Linked DNA regions of Mus musculus: regions 1 and 2 are each linked to region 3. The links are chromatin contacts, called in public Hi-C and HiChIP or PLAC-seq maps. All regions are on one chromosome and are shown on one strand. Each heading gives the region's core, a stretch centred on a gene start, on an enhancer-like site or on the middle of the called end of the contact. The rest is flanking DNA. Distances are from core to core; before and after follow the strand shown.

Region 1 (3,128 bases), core at 572-3,071, 170 kb before region 3:
TTGTTTTTTGTTTGTGTATGTTTTATTTTGTGGGGAAGGTTGTCAGGGCAAAGGGCAGACATGAGGGGATGGGGAGATGAGCAGGACTGGGGTGCATGATGTGAAACTCACAAAGAATAAAAAGCTAAAAACAAAACACAACAACAACAAAACCAAACCAACCAAACAAAATAAGAGCCCAAAGCTATTAAAATATAAAATCACTGAGAACTAATGGAGGAGCAATCTCTCTTGAGCAGCTTACGTCTGGCATAGACTCAAAAGTGTTACATTCATTAGCAATTGCAGTGTTTTGCTTGTACCAAGTTTACTATCCTTTGCATCAGAGTCCAGTAATGAAAGATAAAGACTTTTCCTATTTTCCCACCATTACTTTGGATTGGATTGTGTTAGAATGCCTAATTTTAGAAACTGCTGCTTAAATTATAAGAATGAATGAACATCTCTTAATAATAAGCTTAGCTTACCAATAAATAGATACAGACTAGATGGATACATTAAAATAATAGATCCAAATTTCTGTAGTCTTTAAGGAATACACTTTACTGGTAAAGAGATTAAGAACAGAAGAGAATCTATCAAGAAATGGCAGCTGGAAAACAAACTGGCATATCTACTCTGAAATCCAACAAAGTAGAAATCAAATCAAAATTAGAGGAGATAAAGAAAGCCATTACATACTAATAAAGGGAAAAATCATTAAGAAGATATAGCTGTAAAATATATACAAAACATTCTAGCTTCCAATTTCATAAAGTAAACCCTGATGGACATAAAAGGTCAGATAGGTCCCACATCAATAATAATACAGAGTGATTTTGATACCTCATTGTCCTCTTTAAATAAGGCATCCTACTAAAAATCACCAAAGAAGCCTCAGGACTAATCTGCACCATGGTTCAAATGGACTTAGCAGATAGACAGAATATTCCATCTAAAAGCTATAGAATAGATGTTATCAGCATCCCACGTACCCTTCTCTAAACTATGCCATGTTCTAGCCATAAAGCAAGACTTACAAAATATAAAAGAACTAGAATGATTAATTGTATCTTATTCTATCAAACAACAAAACAATAGTAAGAAAAACCATAGAAATTATTTTAAAGTATGTATGTGGAAAAACACTCTAAGATGAGAAATCAGAAATTTAAAAATTCTTAAAAATCAAATGAAAATAAAAGTACAACATACCAGGAAATTTGCTAGTTCTAAGAAGAAAGTGTATAGCTATGAGTACTTATATTAAAAATATATGAAACAACAACAAATAAACAATCAAACCTTCAAAGCTAACAATGTGCTTTGGGACCTTAGAAAAAATAAGAATATGTCAAACCCCAAAGCAGTGAACAGTAATATACAATAAAGAGCTCTTTCTCTTCCAGTCCTAGGTGCTGAAGGCGAATGTCTACTTATTTCCAAGGCTGGACATTAGAGGCATAGAAACAGTGTCTAGGTGACTTTGGGTACCCTCAAGTAGACTGGGACATACAAGGAACAAAAGACACAAAGGCAAAGAGGACACAAATCTCAGGACATAACATCAACTCAGGAAGAAAAGCAAGCAAAGGCTTAAGAAAGCAAAAGAAACAGCATAGTAAGTGCTTGCAAGCATCTGCCCTCCTACAGTATTGAATCCCAGGAGCTGTTAAAGTAGGAAGAATGCCTTGTGGTTCTCAGATGGCTGGGCTGAGACATGAGGTGACAGAGCTCATCTGAAAGTTGGCATGTGAACACCGAGAGGAGGGAAACACCCGGGTAGGAAATGAAACAGTCAGCAGCACTCTACAGGAAATGCCTAAATGAGAAAACTGCTGATCAAACGAGAAAGAGGAACTTAGCAGTACAGCCAGTTCATCAGGAATCAGTGTACTGTTAGAAGTCTTCATTTGCCTTAGAATCCCAGTCTAGAGAAAGGAAGAGGCTCCAGGGGTTTAATCATGAATATAACAGTCTCTTGACACTTCAGGTACCATGGTTGGCTCTAAGAGGAACATAATGCCAACTTTAGAATACTGAGTAGATCTCCCCAGGTGCTGTGCTGGTTTATATCTTCTTGTCTTTGTGCATGCCAATTACAGTGGCAGCTATTACCATCAGTCATGGCCCATGAACACTTTTTAAAAATCTGTATCCTTCTGGATAGCACGTTCCTTCTCACTAGCACCTTCTCACATGAAAATCATTCAACTGTGAGAAGGAAAAGGCCAGAGTTTGGGCTTGTGTGTGTGTGTGTAAATATTTACTATTAAAAGGCAAAATTAGTAACCTCTTGTGAGGTTTTAAATATATATATATAATATATATGTAAAATTAGTGAATAGTAAATCAGCAATAGAATCTGGGTGGGAGTCAGGGAAAAGATATTGTTAAATAAGCAGTAGAGGGTTAATCTATAGTAAACGTTGGCAAGTCAAGAATATAGCCCCATAGGCTGTCAAGATGGCTTAGTGGATAAAGGTATTTGCCACCAAGCCTGAAAACCTGCATTTGATTTCTAAGATTCAAGAAGTATTAGGAGAGAACTAATTCATGCAAGTTGTCCCTTGAACTCCACATTCACACCAGGCATAAGCACCTGTACACACACACACACACACACACACACACACACACACACCCATGTAAAAAACAAAAACTAAACTAAAAAACACTTTCTAAAAGAATTTATGATGTAAGATAAGAAAATCCACAGAATCAACTAACCTGGACCCATAGGGGCTCACAGAGACCGAACTGGCTACTAGGGAGCCTAGATAGGACTGACCTAGGCCCTCTGCATACGTTACAGTTGTGTAGCTTGGCATTCTTGTGCAACACCTAACAGTGGGGGCAAGAGCTTTCTCTGACTCTGTTGCCTGCCTGTGAGACCCTTGCTTAGCCTTAATAGGAGAAGAGGTGCCTAGGCTTATTGCTATTTGATATACCATGGCTAGTTGATATCCATAGGAGGTCTGTGCTTTTCTGAAAATATTATGGAGGAGGAGCTGGGAAATGGGGTGGGAGGAAGGGGAAGGACTGAGAGGAGAAACTGCAGCCAGGATTTTTGAATAAATAAAGAAACAAGAATACATGCTATAGGCTGGGTTTGATAGTATACACCATAATAATCCCAGCACTCAGGA
Region 2 (2,729 bases), core at 69-2,568, 220 kb before region 3:
AGAACCTCTTATGCTTGCCCATGTGGCCCCATGGGTAACTTATAAATCCCCATGGCACCATTTTCATATAGCTCAATCACAGAAGGGTTACCCCTCTGCTGTCTTCCTATCCAGAGACCATCTCATTGACTATTCTGATAATTCATGATGCTTAGTGCCAGATAGTAGAAACTTAATAAATGTGAAGAAAGAATAAATGGTGAACAATCTCATTCTCTTCTGTATAGACTGCTCCTTGCGATTATAAACCCAGCCTCTACTCTAAATAAAACAAACCAGAAACAAGTGCCATGCTAAGTCATTTCTGCTGCCTTATTTAAGGCCTGTTCTCAGATCCTTTATGCCTTTGCATGAGAACATCTGCATGAAAATAGGCTCTCTTGTCACCTTTCTCTTTCCATCTGTTCCAGCTGTCAGCTCACTTGCTGTCAGCCTTCCCTGGATGATATCCTAATCCCCATCCAATGCCTAGTTGCAGGTTTGGAATCATACTTAGGACCCAGAGTGGAAAAGCTTCTAGGAAATATCCATGTCCTGAAAGGCCTGTCTTTGGAAGATTATCCCAGAAGTCTCAAGGGTTTCCTAAAGAAGAAAATCCAAGAAGCTATAACCTCTAACTCAGACCAGAATGCTCAGTATACAGCCAAAATTCTGAAAGGGAATGGATTAAAAATTCCTTTACCTCACTCACGTTTCTATTCTCTACTCCCAACCCCAAGTTCATGTTCACAGCTCACTGGGTAACTTCAGCTGTCACTTGGTGAACCATGAAAACAAGTAACAATCTGATAAAGAAGTATGAAGTTACCTTTTCAGGTTCCATTAATCTAAAGGACCAAACTGCAGCAAGATATGCTCTGAATCCCTAATATAAGGGTAGGAAGAACAACTTCAGGTTTGGCATCTAGGTGAGAAGGCAAAAAGATCCCAGAGTCTGCAGACATACTATCCATCACTTCCTTATCTTACCCAGAAGTCAGGACAGACATGCTGGGGATAAATAATCCTGTCTTGATCAGGGGAGTGGAGGTTGAAGGGTTCAGTTGCTGCTGAACAGACAAGGAGCTTAGAGAGCTGAAGCTGGGGGGGGGGGGGGAATAAGTAGCCCTTTGGTGATTTAGCATAATATCAAGATTATATATAAAATCAGACCACACACACACACACACACACACACACACACTGTAATATACCAGACCACAGCTCTAAGTCTAGCAGCTTGCCTGATGGACAAAAGCCTGCCTTCTCTCCTATTGTCTTACCCAAATCTACCCCTAAGAATTCAGATAGTTTGACTTTGTTATTTTCAATCCCTTCCTCATTCTACTTCCCACTTGAGAGCTCCATACTTGGGGCTAGAGAGATGGCTCAGCAGTTAAGAGCACTTACTGCTCTTGCAGAAGACCTGGGCTCAGTTTCCAGCATGCACATGATGGCTCACAAGGTAAAGTTTTAGGGTTCCAGTGCTCTCTTCTGACCTTTAAAGCAATTGCATGCAGACAAAAACTCACACATAAACAAAAATAAATCTGAAAAAAAAGTTTTGTTTTAAGGTTTTTTGTTTTTGTTTTTTTAAAAGAACCCCATACTCCATTTTTTCAAAAAAATGTTTAGGAGACTCCAGCTTCCTAGGGCTTCGATGATTCTTGGCTAACCAGAGCAGAGAAATGGCTAAAAGGGGATGATGCGAATATACAATGGAATTCTGTCCAGCCATTGGAAAATGATTTCTGTGAGATATGGGACAACTCTTTTTAGACTAACATGAATAATATTCAGAATAAGTGATGACAGCCTAGTGGGGACAGTGAGAGTGGCATACTTGCTTGTCACACTTTATTTCTTATCATTTTGCTTTGTGGGGATGAAGAAGGAACTCACAATGTCACACAAGCTAGGCAGGCACTCTTAACTTCTGAGCTACATTCCCAGCCCCGTTTTTTACAATTCCAGTGTAATTGATTGTATTAAGGGCACTCGCTGATAGATCACCAATTGCCTATGCATAGAAAACCTCTGAAAGGACTAAATATACCAGTTTTAATCCATGGCTACAGGGAGGGAAAGTAGGTGTCAGGGGTAGGTAAGGCATGTGTACCTCCTTTTAGTTTCCTTTTGATACATTTTAGTCTTTTTAAAAGGGTGTAACAACAATGAAAAGAGGTAGACACTGGGGGATGATGTACTATATAAGTTGAGTGACAGCCAAAAAGACAAGGAGGTCAGAAAACAAGTCCCTTCTTATAATAAGGGAGGAGAGTTGCTGAGTCTTTCCTTTTAGCTCCTCAGCAGGGGACAGAGGGAAAGCCCGTGCCAGCAAGTGACTTGAGCTCTGGGTTCAGCTCTTGATGAAGGCCTTATTCAAGCTATCCATCCGCTGCACGTTTTTTTCCTTTTTCTTTTTCCCCAAAGCTTTCAAATGAGAAGGCTGGGTTAAATGATAATTAAAAGATGCTTCAAGTTTAAAATTCTATAATTTTCCACAGACTATTGCAAACAACTGATCTTTGTAAGACATACTTCAAATTTCTAATTGATGTCTCATGGACAGATTAATCTGATGACAGTAGCAAGCAGTCATAAAACTATCCAAAAGCCCACGTGGTCACTAGACATACTAGCTATGAGTCAAGCCATGATGAAGGATATCTTCACCACTTTCCAAGAGCAGGGAACTTCTAGCATATGCTGCTTTGATATTTTTTTCCTTCACTGTTTGACAAGCATAG
Region 3 (3,129 bases), core at 56-2,555:
AATGTTCAACTATCTACAGTGTCTTTTTACAAAGGGGATATCCATGGTTTACAGGCACATTGTATTGAAAAGAAAACTGCAAGAGCAATTTTATACAATTACCATTCTCGAGAAACTGAATCATTACAATAGTAATTACAAGTTGAAAATGGTTTTTACTATAACATCGTTGATCCTCCGATCTGAGACCTTTGGCAATGGTGGGGACTGGGATCCCATTGTGCAATGGTTGCACAGGCTGCACTGCAGGGATGCTCTAGTGACTCTGTCTTGTTCTCCTTGTAGTCGAAGGGAGGGATATTCCCTCCTACTCAGACCCTTCCCAGCACAACACCACTATTAACTTCTGTTCTCAGAGACTTCCCAATGTTGTGTAATAAGCAAAGTTGTTCATTGAAAATATCTGGTGTGGGAATAGAAGGCAGTGGAGACATTTGTCGTTGTATCAAAAGCAAAACATGACACAGCTAAGCTTTGAGATAAAATGTCATCTTACCAGGAAAACAAAATGACACGAATTCCATGTTCACTATGGACTGACATTTTTATAGCCTTCGTTAGATTATCCTGACTTAATTTTTGTAGGTATAGAAAAGAAACTGAGGGACCATAGCAAGTAAGAGAGAGAAGCCAGGCCTATGATCTATCTTTATAAGAAAACGTACATTCTATAAATTTCACCCATTTCAAATGTAGAACTCAATGATTCTTAGCATACTTAGAGAATTTTACAACCCCTAACATAGTCAAATTTCAGGATCTTTCCATCCTGTCAAGAAAGTAGGTCTTCATTAGAAGCTCTGCCACAGTTACCACCTCCCCATGCCCTGGACAACCACTAATCTCTTTCTGTCTCTAGATTTGCCTCTTCTGAACTTTTCTTCCAGTGGCACCATGCATTTTGTAGTCTCCTGCGACAACCTCCTTTGACTTAGCATTCTGTTGTTTCTCTTTATTGTCTGCAGTCTCCTAAAAATCAGTCCTTCCTCCAGCTCCGCTTGCCCAGAGCCCCTTTCCTGCTGAGCCAGCTTCATCCTGTGACCTGAGCAAAGCTGGGGAGGGGCCACTCAGAGCCTGGGACCATTGCTTTCTCCTGGAAGGACAAGGCTCTGCAGATGGCAGACAGTGAATGACATCAGGCTCTGCAGTGACTGGAGCTCGTGGCACCAGCTCTTCATTGTTCTATTTTTATTCTCGTGTTAAGATTTTTCAGAGGGAAGGCTTTACTCAAAAACTGCTTCTCTCTCTAGCTGCTCCTACAACCCCAGGCTGGACTCTGCTGCCACCTGCTGTCCTTTAGCCAGACACTGAACAGGAATAGAGAAGGCTTTGTTCCCGGTGATACAGTTACGTATTGAGTTCTATTCTTGTGCGTGCGTGCGTGCGTGCGTGCGTGCGTGCGTGCGTCTGTCTGTCTGTCTGTCTGTCTGCCTGCCTGCCTGCCTCTGTCTGTCTGTGTGTCTCTCTATATATACATAACATATATATGTATACATATGCCTCTGTTTCTCTATATATACATATATATATTTATATATACATATATAATATATGTCTGTGTGTAAGTCTGTCTCTCCCTGTGTCTGTGTTTATCTCTGTGTGTCTGTGTATGTGTCTGTGTGTAGGTCTGTCTGTCTCTATTTGTCTCTTTCTGTCTCTGTCTGTGTGTCTGTCTCTGTGTGTGTCTCTGTATGTGTTTGTGTGTAGGTCTGTCTCTGTCTCTCTCTGTATCTCTGTCTGTCTCTCTGTGTGTCTGTCTCTCTGTATGTCTGTGTATGTGTTTGTGTGTAGGTCTGTCTCTCTTTGTCTCTCTCTGTGTCTCTGTCTCTCTCACACACACACACAAAGTTTCAATACATGTATATAGTGATATCTTTCTATGAAAAATTAGTTGTGGTGGTTTGAATAGCTATGGCCCCATAGACTCATGTGTTTGAGTGCTTGACCTGTCTTTGGGTTTCCATTTCTGTGAAGACACCATGACCATGGCAACTCTTATAAAGGACAACATTTAATTGGTACTGACTTATGGGTTCTGATATTCAGTCCATAATCGTCATAGCAGGAAGCACAGCAGCATCCAGGCAGACATGATGCTGGAGTAACTGAGAGTTCTATATCTTCATCCATAGGAAGCCAGGAGCAGACTGTCTTCTAAGCAGCTAGGATGAGAATCTCAAAACCCACCCCAACAAGGACGCTCTTACTCCAGCAAAGCAATATCTCCAAATAGTGCCACTCCCTGGGTCAAACATATTCAAACCACTACAAGCCATTAGAAAATGTGGCCTTGGAGGAATTGTGTCACTGTGGAGGCAGGCTTTGAAGTCTCCTATGCTCAAGCTGTACCCAGCATGGTACAGTCTCCTTCTGCTGCCTGTGGATTCTAAGGGGTCTCATAGATGTGGAAGGTGGTAGTGTAGCAGTAGATCTACCTAATCTAGGCGCACAGAATGTATTCATATTAATTGAGTCGTGTTTTCATTGCCAGGGCATATTAGGGATGGAGAGAATTACTGCAACAATTACTACAAGATATAGCACTCTCAGCTGCTCCAGCACCAAGTCGGCCTGCACACTGACATGTTTCCCTCCGCATCTCTCCTCTGAGTCATGGAGATTCCTTTCTCCTCCCCCCTGCATCCTAGCCTGTGCAACTCTAAGGGTCCCGCCCCTCTCCCTTTACTCAGCCATTGGCCACTGGCATCTTTATTGATAGATCAAAAACCAACTGGGCACAAGGGCCTTTGGTGTTTGGATATGCAGATTCCCAATTGAATCAAAGCATTAGAACCAATCTCCAACATACTACAACATGCTTTTGAAAGTTGGGGGACAACTTGTGAGAGTTAGTTCTCTCTCCATCATGTGGGTTTTGGGGCTCAAACTCAGGTAATCTGCCTTGGTAGCAGCCACTTTTATCCACTGAGATATTTTATACGTTCAATCAGATTGTTTATCCATGGTGCACACAGGTACGCGCCTATAAGACACTCAAGGAATACCATCACATAAACAAACCTTTTACAGAGATTTGCAAGATCTCTGAAGATCTACTTCTTTCTGATCTCAGCAAGAGTGAATTGATCTTGGATAGCTAAGGGATGCTTAAAAAAAAAATAAAGCATG

The links. A called contact is a pair of places that touch in the nucleus more often than the background predicts. HiChIP or PLAC-seq counts read pairs in DNA pulled down with a chosen protein or histone mark.
Region 1: a BATF HiChIP or PLAC-seq map of CD8 T cells shows a contact between it and region 3, with 8 read pairs. The contact joins two enhancer-like sites. A contact is called at or near these places in 1 of 484 Hi-C or Micro-C datasets (bone marrow-derived macrophages), 6 of 115 datasets of contacts at active chromatin or transcription factors (CD8 T cells, bone marrow-derived macrophages, embryonic stem cells and 2 more) and 1 of 9 other capture datasets (embryonic stem cells).
Region 2: a Hi-C map of bone marrow-derived macrophages shows a contact between it and region 3, with 52 read pairs. The contact joins two enhancer-like sites. A contact is called at or near these places in 3 of 15 datasets of contacts at CTCF or cohesin (embryonic stem cells, large pre-B cells and pro-B cells), 18 of 484 Hi-C or Micro-C datasets (bone marrow-derived macrophages, embryonic fibroblasts, embryonic stem cells and 8 more), 13 of 115 datasets of contacts at active chromatin or transcription factors (the 230-238 cell line, CD8 T cells, the HPC-7 cell line and 8 more) and 5 of 9 other capture datasets (adipose tissue, bone marrow-derived macrophages, embryonic stem cells and 2 more).

What each region holds. Positions count from the first base shown.
Region 1 is chr1:131,382,865-131,385,992 of GRCm38.p6, forward strand. The region is part of intron 4 of Srgap2 (SLIT-ROBO Rho GTPase activating protein 2); the gene reads right to left. The region is part of intron 3 of Gm51644 (a long non-coding RNA gene); the gene reads left to right. Among named protein-coding and RNA genes, the nearest start is that of Ikbke, 100 kb to the left of the region's middle. Within about 2 kb of position 1,822, at least 131 of the 459 cell types and tissues checked have an H3K27ac peak or open chromatin away from gene starts, as enhancers often do. A contact at or near this core is called in CD8 T cells and bone marrow-derived macrophages, where this site is marked.
Region 2 is chr1:131,338,588-131,341,316 of GRCm38.p6, forward strand. The region is part of intron 10 of Srgap2 (SLIT-ROBO Rho GTPase activating protein 2); the gene reads right to left. The region is part of intron 1 of Gm51644 (a long non-coding RNA gene); the gene reads left to right. Among named protein-coding and RNA genes, the nearest start is that of Ikbke, 60 kb to the left of the region's middle. Within about 2 kb of position 1,319, at least 5 of the 459 cell types and tissues checked have an H3K27ac peak or open chromatin away from gene starts, as enhancers often do. A contact at or near this core is called in bone marrow-derived macrophages, where this site is marked.
Region 3 is chr1:131,554,041-131,557,169 of GRCm38.p6, forward strand. No RefSeq gene overlaps it. Among named protein-coding and RNA genes, the nearest start is that of Fam72a, 28 kb to the left of the region's middle. Within about 2 kb of position 1,306, at least 66 of the 459 cell types and tissues checked have an H3K27ac peak or open chromatin away from gene starts, as enhancers often do. A contact at or near this core is called in CD8 T cells and bone marrow-derived macrophages, where this site is marked.